Regions from separate parts of the Mus musculus genome. Here region 2 is linked to region 1. The links are chromatin contacts, called in public HiChIP or PLAC-seq maps. All regions are on one chromosome and are shown on one strand. Each heading gives the region's core, a stretch centred on a gene start, on an enhancer-like site or on the middle of the called end of the contact. The rest is flanking DNA. Distances are from core to core; before and after follow the strand shown.

Region 1 (6,382 bases), core at 1,712-4,211:
TTAATATGTCAACAGTTTCTGTTTTATAGTCACTTATTCGTTAAAAAAAAAAAAAAATCCAGATCTCCTACCACACGTTGCAAACACTTGCATAGGATGTTTGTGAGCCCGCCTCACCTGTGTGCTCATGCTATGTACTTTATTTCTGAGGAATGTTTCCCCACAGAGGCTCATTAGCATGCTCGTGACATGTGTTTCCACTAACATCTTAATCTATACACATTAAGCCTTCAAGACACCGTATCACCATTGATTCGGCCATTCTTTAGTTATAAAGTGGGATGTTTCTTTGCAAATCTTCAATATCACATACAATCCAATAATAAACCTCTGGGCAGAGCTTTTGCTCCAACAATTTACGGGAATAAATGACCATGATTCTGAATGCTGGGTCAACGGATATGAATCCCGCCAGATTTTGAATCTTGTCACAATAAACAAGTTACAATTTTCCTTACACCAGTCATGTTCCATTGGCAGCTTTTTGAAGATACTGTTTGGTTTCCAGGTAGAAAACTTTGGAATGCTTTTAGTGTCCTCAGTGAGGTGTACATTTCAGGCCTGGGTATGTTGCTCAGTGGTTGAGATCTTGCCTAGTATATACTAAGGACATATATATAGCACTGTAGAAATAAAGGGAATAGAGAAAGAAAGAGGTGGGGAGGGAGGGAGGGAGGAGGCAGAGGGAGGGAGAACACAATGCCTGCATTTTTTAAATGGGATGATTTCTACTATATAGAAAATATAGAACTGCCACTAAGTAGGAAAGGTATTTCTTTGGTTCTCAGTCTTTCAAAGCCTCCTTTTAAAGCCAAGTGTGGCACATACATACAATCTCTTTACTTGGGAGGTAGAGGCAGAGGATTAGTAGTTCAAGGCCATGCTTGACTACATAGTAAGTACAAGGCCAGCTGGGGCTATGTGAGTCTGTCTCCAAAAAGCAAAGGTAAAATCAGGACTCCCTTCTGTTTGGGGCCTGAAGTCATTTCCACTCTGTCAGCGTCCACTTGTGGATTACAGAATATTGGGGATCAAAAAGACCTTGGGCATTTCCTTTAATGCCCTTTTGAGTTTAGGATAAAGGAGACCAAGGGTGTGAAAGGTGACGTCACTTTAGATTGGAGACCAGAAAAGAGAGTCTGAACCAAGACCCTCTGGGAAAACTCTGCTGCAAGGGAGGTGGCTTTCTTAGTCCCTGTTCTGTTGCTGTGAAGAGATACCAGGTCACAGCAACTCTTACAAAGGAACACATTTAATTGGGACTGACTTACAGTTCTAGAGGTTTAGTCCATTATCATCATGGCGGGAAGCATGGTGGCACATGGGCAGACACAGTACTGAGGTAATAGCTGTCAGCTAACATCCTGATCTGTATACAGAGAAAGAGAGACACTGGGCCTGGCTCGGGCTTTTGAAACCTGAAAGCCCACCCCCAGTGACCGACTTCCTCTAACAAGGCCACTCCTCCCAATCTCTGTCAAATAGTAACATTCTTTAATGATAAACATTCAGACACAAAAGCCTGTGGAGGCCATTCCTATCACAGTGGCCCATTGCTAATGTTAAAAAGAAAAAGAAATTAACACTGCTGAATAGTGTACTGACTTCTAAAAAAGGGAGCCTTATGTCTGTCATTCCTCATTAATACAAATTGCTATCACCATCGTCTGTGTAATCTTCATCATTATTTCACCACCATCATCTTCATCATCACTATCATCACCATCATCTTCATAATCACAGTCCTTATCTCTGAGGCATTATTTTTATCAGAGCTTTCTCTTAAATCTTAAGTCTCCCACTGCAGTAGTTTTGGTTTTTTGTTTGTTTGTTTGTTTGTTTGTTTTGAGTTTTGTTTTGTTTTTCGAGACAGGGTTTCTCTGTATAGCCCTGGCTGTCCTGGAACTCACTTTGTAGACCAGGCTGGCCTCGAACTTAGAAATTTGCCTGCCTCTGCCTCCCAACTCCCAAGTGCTGGGATTAAAGGCGTGTGCCACCACGCCCGGCTCTTTTTTTTTTTTTTAATTTATTTATTTTATGTATGTGAATACACTGTCTATCTCTTCAGACACACCAGAAGAGGGCATTGTATCCCATTACAGATGGTTGTTAGCCACCATGTGGTTGCCAGGAATTGAACTCAGGACCTCTGGAAGAGCAGTCAGTGCTCTTAACCACTGAGCCATTTCTCCAGCTCTGATCTTTGATGTTCTTAAACATTTTTCTTTAAAACTCCATCACTACTTTTATTTAAAATGAACCTATGGAAGATGGCATTGTAGTGAGAAACGGAGCCCACTCACCTCATGATACAGAAAAAGTGGAGGGTGGGGCGAGGGAACCAGGGACCAGTATAATCGTCTTCAAAGGCACATACCCAGTGTCTTATGTCCTCCAACTAAGCCCCAATTCCTGACATTTCCACCATTTCTTACAACAGGGCCACCACTGGGGACAAGCTGCTCAATTAGTGAGCCTAGGCAGCCTCGGTTTGTATTCGGTTTGTATAGCAAACACCTTCTCAACTCTTTCCTTCAAGTTTGATCCTGTTGCTTTGAGATGGCTCCTTAAAGTACAAAAGTCATCCTTAGGACTAAGGATATAGCTCAATGGTAAGGCCTGTGCTTAGCAGTCCTGAGGCCCCAGCTGAGTCTGCCCTGCCGCGCCCAAACTGAGCAAACAAATTAAAAAAAAGAGAGAGAGACAAATTCTTGCACAGTCTGGAATGAGTCAGTATAAATGATCAGCTAAGGCGAGTTTATTTATGGGTTTACTGGTAAGCGATTAGCCTGTGCCTTCACTCTTAGGACTTCTACAGAAAGAAGCAGGTTCTGCTTATGTTGATGAGCAAAGCAAAGCTCTTTCTCCAAAGGTTCCTTATCTATGCCACAGTGAAGAATGCTTGGGCAAATGAAGACTTTTTTTTTTCTTTCTCTCCCATGTGTGTTCCATTTAGATCAGGAAACTGGCATCTCAGCCTGGAAGATTTCGGGCCAGATGTTGGTTTGCTGGCTGAAAGATTTCCTGCCCCAATAGGTGACCTCTGGAAGCAGAATAGGCTTTTTCTTAATGGGTAGACTGTCCAGATGACCTAATTTCCAGAACAAGGGTTCTTTGTGAAGTGTCTCTTTGCTATTAGAAACAACATCATCTGATTTTCGAGAACATTCATTAGACAGAGGGTAGATAGCACCTAGTTGTTCCATTTATGAGCAATGAGAACAAATTAGGCCCAGGCACGCCATTAAAACATTTTCTTTCTTATATTCACTGAGAGAGAAAATGGTAAAAAGAGAATCTGGTGCCTGCTTCCCAGGCGACTTTTTTTTTTTTTTTAATTTCAAACCCTTTTCAGGCCAGCCCCCGCCATAGGAACAGTGAGTGGTATATACTTCCCTAAACAGGGAACTGTTTCACCAAACTCCACCAAGGCGTTAATTAAAGAGGCCCTTCTGACCCACTGTCCTGTAACTAGAACCTTCTGTCTCCTCATGTGAGAAGCTCTTTGAGGCAGTCCCCTGCGCCACCTCTTTTGATGAGTTTGTGACAAGGCTCATTTATTAATATATGCAGTTGTGTAAGGACTCTCAGAGAGGCTGCAATAACTGAGCTGTCCCCCTCTGCCTCTATCTGTATGTGTGTGTCTGTGTATCAATGTGTGTCTGTATGTGTCTATCTCTCTGTGAGCCTGAATGTGTAGGAGTGTCTGTCTCTCTGTGTATATGTATATCTCTGAGTGTGTGTGTCTATGTGTGTTTGTGTCTCTGTGTCTGTATGTCTATATGTCTGTGTGTCTATGTGTGTCCATGTGTATCTCTGTAAGTTTGTGTGACTGTGTGTTTCTGTGTGTCTTACTGTATCTGTGTGTATGTGTCTGTGTATGTGTGTCTATGTGTGTATGTGTCTCTGTGTCTGTATCTATGTGTCTGTATGTGTATGTGTACCTGTGTCTCCCTATGTGTGTCTATGTGACTGTGTCTTACATGAATCTGTGTGTGTGTGTGTGTGTGTGTGTGTGTGTGTGTGTGTGTGTGTGTCTGTGTGTTACAGGAAACTTGATGTAAAAGAAAGGATCCAGGAGAATAAAACAACCTTGACGATCTCTAGGAGAGTCCATTAGACTCCACTTTTCATGGGAAGTAGGGAAAACTGGATCTCGTGAGAAGGAAGAGCTACAGTTCTGAGATTCTAAAATCATAGAGGTTTACAGCTGGAGGGACAGTTGGAGTTCTTTTGTTCGCTTTGTAACGGACAGTGGGCGAAGGTTACTAGGAGAGAAATCAAGTTTCGTGCGATCCAAACTCTGGACTCCTGCACGAGGAACAGAGCAGAATAAAATCAGCCACGGAGAGCTGATGCAGGCATGGGCATCCTCGAGTCATGCCTATAGCAAATTTCTTAGGCTTTTAAAAAATGATTAGTGAAAGAAATATTACACTGTCCTTTTAAATTTTGTGCTGAGCCAACACATGTGTTTTGTTGTTGTTGTTGTTGTTGTTGTTGTTGTTTTCGTTTTGTTGGGTTTTTTTTAACAGAACGTTATACCAGAGTCTTTAGAAATGAAAATTACTCAAGGCTGAGGAAGTAGCTGACTGTGTAAAGTGCCTGCTGAGAAATCACCAGGACCATAGCTTGATCCCCAGAACCTACCTAAAAACTTAGAAAGAAAGGAAGAAAGGAAGAAAGAAAGAAAGAAAGAAAGAAAGAAAGAAAGAAAGCTAGCTAGCTTAATGCATGCTTGTGATGCTGATGCTGGGAGACAGAAGGATGCCTGGGGCCTAATGGCTAGCCAGCCAGCCCTTACCCCGCATGCACAGTAGGTTCCAGGCCAGTGAAAGACCCTGCCTCAACAACAGCAGCAGCAGCTAAGAACTCTTACAGCCTGTAACTCTAATTCCTGGGCATCCTCATCCCCTTCTGACGTGTGGGCTCCTGCATGCACCGTGTGTATCACATACACTCAGGTACACGATGCCTGAAAAGGACCCAAAATTTCCTCTGGGCTCCTCACTAGAAGCAAAACTGGTGCCCAATGTACCATGACACTGAGACAGTTCGAGGACGAAATGTAGCAGTATTAATCAGATGTTTTTAATTGAATGGGGAATTTTTTTCCCACCAACAAGCATGTTTCAGTAACAGAGAAGCAAGTAGGCATTCTCATGAAGTTCACAAAATAGACAAGATTGATGAGCCAGGGTGGGTGGTGATGCTTTCCAGCTGCGCTCTTTTTAAGCCTGTCTTTGCATACCTTAGAAATAGCACAATCGTCCTGGTGGCGCACGCCTTTAATCCTAGCACAGTGGCAGGCGGATTTCTGAGTTCGAGGCCAGCCTGGTCTACAAATAAGGACAGCCTGAGCTACACAGAGAAACCCTGTCTCGAAAAACCAAAAAAAAAAAAAAGAAAGAAAGAAAGAACACTATCTCTGGTTTTTGTTTTTTTAACATTCTCAAAAAGTTTAAGTAAAAAGATAAATAACAAGATCTTGATTCTAAGTATCAGTCTCCATGTGTTCTTTTTTCTTTTTGAGGCAGGGCCCTCGCCTACAGCATAGTGGCTTTCCTTCCCATCTTAGTTTACTTTTTAGTTTATTTTGAGTTGGATTCCTTTGGTTCTTTGCTTTCAACAAATAGCACTCAGCTCTAGCTGCTCACATTTTTGGTCCTCATAGGTACCCATACACAACCTACTAGAATCTTGCTTCCTGCCAGTAACACATGTTTCTGAGTGTATTCCTTTTGAGTGGCTGTGACCAAAGTTCCCGGAAGAGACAAGTTCAGCAAAGAAGCTGATTTTGGCTCATGGTTTCAGAGGGCCATACTCCACCACAGTAGGAATGACAGTAGAAACTGCGGACTGGAACATCCAGGTTCACATGCAAAAGAATCCAGTTAGCAGAGGAAAAGCTAGAATCCCTTCCTCACTTGGGCATCATGGAATAAACAGAGCATGCTCAAAACAAGTCTGTGCCTTCCAAAGTAGAAGCAAGTGCTATGTAAATATCCTATACAGAGCTATACACCTAGTGGCTCAGTCTCAATACTTTTGGGGGCTTTCCCTCAGTGCACTAGACCACGCCCACTCTTGCTACTTTTTTTTTCTTTCTTCATAAATACTATCATCTATTTATCTATCTATCTATCTATCTATCCATCCATCTATCTACCTAGCTATCATCTATCCAGCTATCTGTCCTCTTTTTAACTATGTGTCCCTGGTGCAGTCCCTTGTTCTGCAGCACAAGAGCTTGGCGTCAGATGCCCTCTGAACTCCAACCTGCAGCCTGGCACTATGCATGCTCTTCCTTTCCCTTCTTTTTTTTTTTTTTTAAATCTGTCTTGCATATTGACCATCTTAGTTAGAATTTCATCGCTGTGAA
Region 2 (6,382 bases), core at 1,744-4,243, 680 kb before region 1:
GTCAAGAGTTCCGGGGTCTCTTTTTTACTGTTAAATAAATCCCTATTAGATAAAGCTAGTTAAAAATCACCAGAGGAATCTATGTCTTCCAGCCTGGGGGGTCTTTTTTCTTTTTTTCCTTCTCTGTTTTTGTGGATCTAGGGATGGAATCCAGAGTTTCAACTACGCTAGGCCAACACTGGAGCTTCGAGCCATGCCCCCAGCGAGTTCCCTCCTCTTAGCTTTGGTGTATCTCAGTTATGTGAGGTGGTACAGTGTAGACAGCCATTCAGCTGGGGAATCCCACTTTTTGTCTGAAAGGATGCCATCCTGCAATTAGGATGTCCACAGAGTTATCGGATACTGGGAAGAGTTATTTTCCCACAGTGTTGTCCGTCTTGACACGCTGATGGGAAGCACTCAGAAGCTTCTGAGGAAGCAGGACCTCCTCTCTGGTTCTATTTTTGGCATTGGTCGTCATGAACAGGCCCCAAAGAATTGCAAGAGTCAGCCTTGGGGGCAGCGGGGGTGGTGGGGAGGGAAACAGCTTTTCTGATTCGTTGACCATTGGAATTGGCTTGTAAAACTTATAGACTCTCCTTAGAGCATAATGATATCATTTTCATCTTCACAAACGTGGTGTACTCTCCAATCTAAGCAGCCAGCATGGCTTTATGAAACAAAGTCACCCCACCGTGCTTTAAATGGCAAGTGCAGCATCAGCCCCATGGTGGTATCTGTTCTGGAAGCTAATTAAAATTGCGCTAGCAGATGCCAGAAACAGATCCTGGGTTACATCCGGGTACGAGGTTGCTTTTTCCACATCACTTACTAAACTCCCTGTGCTGTCCTGAGTTCTAGGAGTGAGCCTAGGGCCAGTGGGAAAGAAATTTGGTTCTTACCCCTCCATACAGGACATATGTCTAGTGATGTCATAGGTCTGTCTGTGACTGGTGGGTGCCTTGTGCAATAACAATCTGTATTTGCTATAACGTACCACACTGGCTTGTTGATGTGGATTGAATGCGAAATTATTTAAAAGAAAAAGAAACCTCACTAGGTAAGTGAAGAATTTAAATTTTAATGCTGACTCTATCATTACTCCAATACTCATTTAGCCTATCAAAAAGCTAAAATTGTATCAAGTGCTTAGAATATGGGAGAACATTCTGTTCATTATGTCTATATTCACTGAATCCTCCCAGTAGCCCCAGAACCTCTATTTTATAGGTGAGTTACTGATCTAACTAAGGCTGAAGGTGAAACAATAGTGCCAACAACAACTTCCTGTACATTTATTGAGTGCTGGGAATATTCTAGGCACACAGATCTCTGACACAGCCAGCTGCTCAGACATCAGAGGATGGTAGACAGAGGGAACCAACAGGAGTTGTCAACAGGCCTTTGTTTAAACCCAAAGATGAAGACCTGGCTCAGTGCCGGGGATGTCCCATGAAGGGACATGGGTAACCCTTAAGGAGGAGTGGGAGTATCCAGGTGAGGTTCCTGGGGACTAGCAGGAGGCAAGTGGAACTCTTGGGGCCCAGGGCTTTCCCAGGTTGCTGGTTGGAGCTGTGCTGCAGGTATAGGACGTTAAAAGAGAACCAGTCATGAAGAGCAGGACTGCCAGAGTCTGTGGAGTGCAGAGGCTCAGGAAGACAGCGCCCCCTGGGTAGCCATGTTGTGAAGAGTTGTGTGGTGGTTGATTGAGATTGTTGACATGAGGGATTTAGAATCACCTACATCAACCTCCTGGAGTGTCCATGAGGATGTTCAAAGAGAGCTTTAATAAGAGGCTCACCTGGAAATGGCACCATCTCTCACGTTAGGCTGTGATGGAGTAAGATGGAATGAGGGGGAAAGTGAACTGAGACCATCGTCATCTCCATGGTTCCTGGCTGTAGATGGCAAAAAGCCACCATCCATGTCTTCCCTGCCACGATGGAAGGGAGCCAAAGTGGACAGGACCATCAACACCCGGCTCTGATGCCTATCTTATCAGCCTGAGCAGCTGCTGAGCTGAGAACCCATTTCTGATCTACCCCGTGTGACGTCACCCCCCCCCCCCAGGGCCAGTGTCACCCCGGAGCACAGTAAATAAAGAAACTGTCCACGCTGGTTCTCATGGGCATCCCACTTGCTGCTAAGCCATTGGAGCAACATGCTTGCACCTGTGCCGCTATCTCTTCAAAGAAACGTGGGTCTTTGGTTCAGTCGATTGGATTATTCATGTTTTAACATCACTTCTTATCTTTCAAGGAGAAAGTATCTCTGCGGAGGTGACGGGTATGAGTGTGCTGATATGTATCTGGAAGAAGGGTTTCTGAAGGAGAATGAGGTGGGGTTAGAGAGGGTGTTAGGGAGCAAAAAAAAATTATTAAAATTCATTATATACACGTATGACACTGTTAAAAATAAAAATAAGGTTAAATTTAAGGTTTTTAGTTTCAAATGATTCAAAGATGAGGCCTTCCTCATTTTATCTTTTTTAAAAACATAAAAGACTAACTCTATAATGTGACAATTAGAAAGATACTATGTAGGTAGAATGAATTAAGTACTTAAAGAACATTGCACGAGTAGATCTAATTTCCTAGTAGCCAAGGTACAAAGGAAAAAATGGAGTCGTTTGGTTTTCATACCCTGACAGAAATGAAACACTCATTGACCCGGAGTAACGATGAATTCTGAGTTCTGTGTTCAGATCCTGGGTGAATAGGCCATCTGTAAGACACTCCCAGGCACTGCTTACAAAAGTCTCCCACTTTCTGTCTTTAGTGTTACCAGCGGTGAAATGATCCACTTTCTGCCCTCAGTAGTTTCTAAGAGCAGTTGTCTTCAGAGTGGTTTGCAAAGCAGAACATTCTGGGAGCCAGCAGCAGAGAGATTGGGGTACTCTCTTTGCCCCACTCAGCCTCCATGGACCTATTGGCTGTATCTTCCTTTCCTGGTGTCTGGAGTGGTTGGCACAGTGAGTCAGAGGCTTAGCAAACAATGGAGTGCGCCACCTAGTGGTGATTACCCCGGTGGCCTCATTTCAAGTCCTCTCTGTTCTATAGCCCCCTCTCCCTAAGGCTGGGTCTTATACACCCTCCGTGGAATCCTGGTAAACAATAAGGTTCTGGGTTTCTAGTTCACTGGCATAATTTTCTAATTTTATGGTCAGGAGACACGTTATTACCGTTTGAATTGTTACATTTTCTACAGGAAGTTTAATGTATTGAGTCAAAATGTATTGAACATTGGTGTTTGGCCTTGGGACCCATGGAGAGCTCTTGCTGGAAAGAGCAACCACACTGTTCTTTCTCAGTACCACGGTGCTCAGCCTCTGCTTAGGGAAGCCCTGCAGATCCCTCCCCTTCCGTGAACTAACTCTGCCTATATCACCGTCACTTTTCCTCAGCCTGTGCTGATGGGGCAATGCCTTGCAAACCCTGCTCTCCTTCACTTCCACCTCACCCCCCGTCCACGGACCATGTCTCATCTGCTCAGTCTAGTGTCCATCTTATGCCTGAAGAACCCCTCAGGGCACTGGCCATGACCTCTCTCCTGAACTCTGTTGTCCAAACTGCTTCTCCACAGATGGTTTGCATTCTTGTTTCTATAAGACCTATTTACTTCGTGTACAAAGCCTGGACAGGGTTGCCTTCAAAGATTATATAGAGGGATGGATAAGAGCCAGATATAGCTAGTTATGCTTCGAGGCCACATTAGTAAATGCATGAGATAAATTATTGAGAGAGGGCCATACACCGGACGTTGGGAGACTGCATGAAGCAGACTTCTGAGCACAGATTTGTCACCAGTGTGTTGGATCTTGGAGAAGTTCATGGCTATGCCTTTGGCAGGCAGCTTGTTGCAGGGTCTTGGCTGACCTTGAACTTTATCAGGGTTGTTGTACTAAGAATATGACATCAGAGGGAACTCTGGATAGGCCTGCTGTAAGACAGTAAGAAAACTTTCTTCTAAGTGGGTGAGATGTGGCCATTGTGATTGTGTATGTGTGAAGATAGAGGGGACACACAAGAAATGAGGTGTGGCAGTTTTATGATTATAGTCCCAGCACTTAGGAGTCAGAGGCAGGAGAATTGCTACCAGTTCAAGATCAACCTTGGTTGCAGAGTAAGATTCTGTCCTAAAAACAAAACAACACAACAACAAAACCCAAAAGAAGTCGAAGATAAAAAGGAGAAAGAACAAGATAGAATAAAGATTCATATCTCTCCCTCCCTCCTCCCCAACTCTTCTCTTCCCTCCCCCACATACATGCAGAACAGTAGCAAATGAGCCTACCTGCCAGTCCCAGTCGGCACTGGGAAATGTGTGTTGGTTTGTCATCACACAGGGTCTCTGATGTCAGGCTAAGTGAGTGAGTTAGTGCAAGTGCCAGAAGCAAAACAGAATGACGTCACCTCAGTAGAGCTTTATAGACATGCCCACATACTTCTCAGGCTACAAGGAAAGAGGGGGTGGCAATGAGAAGACCTGAGGCGATGGTTTAGAAGTTTCACAAGAAACAGACATTCTGTAAGATGACAACAATGGGAGCCCAAGGTTGGGAGGATGCAGGAGGGACTTGATTTAAGAGGAAGGAAGCAATGTGCCAATCAGAATGGAGGCCGGAGATAGAAGGAGTGAAGTTGGGGACAGTGGCACTGGAGTTTGAGCCTGGAGGGTGAGAGAATGTTTATAAGGGTCAAGTGACATCATTCTGTCTGGCCAAGTCAAAGCTATTTTCTGGCTCCATTGAATGACTTAGGATTGGCTTGAGCCCATCAGTAATAGTCTGAGAACAGGAAAGAACTAGTCCTTTCGACAAGTACAATAGACTACAAGAGATACACAAGGGCCTGAGTTTGCTTCCCAGAAGCCATGTTTTGTAAAAGCCAGATGGGGTAGTGCACTCTTGAAACCCCAGTGCTTAGAAGGCAGAGACAAGTAGATCTTCTCAGCTTGCTGGTCAGCTAGCCTAGTCTGCTTGGTGAGTCCCAGACCAGTGAGAGACTGCCTCAAAAACCAAGGTGGGTGACTCTTAGAGTAACACCTCAAAGTCTTCTGGCCTCGACATGCATGCTAAACTCTGAACCCACCACACACATGCAAGGCAATGAGGTGCTCTTGTTATCACTTAGAAAGACCACATAGAATTATTAATTAAAGCTGCTTAATGCATCTATCTCTTGACACTAATGTAACCTCCTTTCTGATGGGAATACTTGCAACACACTCTTTTATCTTTTCCTTCTTGCTCTCCTGGTAGTAACATCTCCCAGGATGGGCAGGACTCTCACTACCACACTACGCTATGAACGCCACCGAGAACAATTTGAGTTAACTTCAGATTCAAAGAGAGCTCAATGCAAGCCCCAGGACAAGGGTAGAAAGGCGGTGAGTCTCAGGAAGGGCTGCACTGGGTCAGAGGATGCTACACTGCCAGGAGGCAGCTCCTTCTCTACTGCTCAGGACTCAGAGCCACTGTCCAACCACACCTCTGGTTCAGGAAAGACCACCCTCACCTGAGGCTACTTAGATCAGAGCCCGCATTCTTAAATAGTCATTCTGACCAGCTTAATGAGCAGCCCGGTTTATGAGGTGATAGTTTATAAATGTGGATCTGGGAAAGGGGAGGACAACAAGCAGGAGGAGTCCTGATGTGTTCCACAGTCACGCTAGAACACATCGTTTACCTTGATTACTGTGGCAGCTTTTTCCTTTGGACATAGCAGGGTCTTGCTGAATAACTAGCCACATATGACAAACACCTTCAATGCTAAACTCATTATTCAAATGTCAAAGGACTTTAATATAAACAATGCATTTCCAGATTTGGGGACATATGGCGTGCTTTGAACTGTAGTAAATATTACGGGGTCCTGCCTGTCCCCTGCAGAGCCTGCTCCAGGCGGTAGAGATTGAGAGACCTGATACCATCTTTGTTATTTCCATGACTGATCTTCCTGTTAGGCCACTTTCACTGGAGGAAATCATGAAACTGTTCTTGCTTGCAACAAGTCTTCTGAGGGAAACAAAGTATGAAGTGGGAAATAAGGTCTGAGCTTTGTCACTTTGATGACAATGTGCCTGGAGGATCTGGAAGCTGCAGGTCTCAGAGGGAGTAAATTCAACCAAAATGGAATGCATTAGGAAAGTGAAGGATTGGGACCTGGAAGCTGCTCATTAGGGTGTTTTTAACTGGGCTGAATTTTAACAAAAGCCTTGCTTACTCACTTGGTTTATTGTTGTTCTTGTTCTTATTTACTCCTTAGCCAAATTTGTTTTGCATTTTAAATTTCCACAACTCTGGAAAATCTAAATCCTCCAATCTAGGCTACAACTAACTTAAAAGCAAGACCCAGCAGTATCAGGGCATCCAGAAGTGTGGTTCAGTGGGCCTACCCACTTT

The links. HiChIP or PLAC-seq counts read pairs in DNA pulled down with a chosen protein or histone mark.
Region 2: an HNF4G HiChIP or PLAC-seq map of pancreatic cancer cells shows a contact between it and region 1. The contact joins two enhancer-like sites. A contact is called at or near these places in 1 of 39 promoter capture datasets (cranial neural crest) and 2 of 115 datasets of contacts at active chromatin or transcription factors (astrocytes and pancreatic cancer cells).

The regions. Positions count from the first base shown.
Region 1 is chr10:8,895,615-8,901,996 of GRCm38.p6, reverse strand. It overlaps a transcript of Sash1 not described here. Among named protein-coding and RNA genes, the nearest start is that of Sash1, 13 kb to the right of the region's middle. Within about 2 kb of position 2,961, at least 71 of the 459 cell types and tissues checked have an H3K27ac peak or open chromatin away from gene starts, as enhancers often do. A contact at or near this core is called in pancreatic cancer cells, where this site is marked.
Region 2 is chr10:9,572,367-9,578,748 of GRCm38.p6, reverse strand. It overlaps a transcript of Samd5 not described here. Among named protein-coding and RNA genes, the nearest start is that of Samd5, 100 kb to the left of the region's middle. Within about 2 kb of position 2,993, at least 8 of the 459 cell types and tissues checked have an H3K27ac peak or open chromatin away from gene starts, as enhancers often do. A contact at or near this core is called in pancreatic cancer cells, where this site is marked.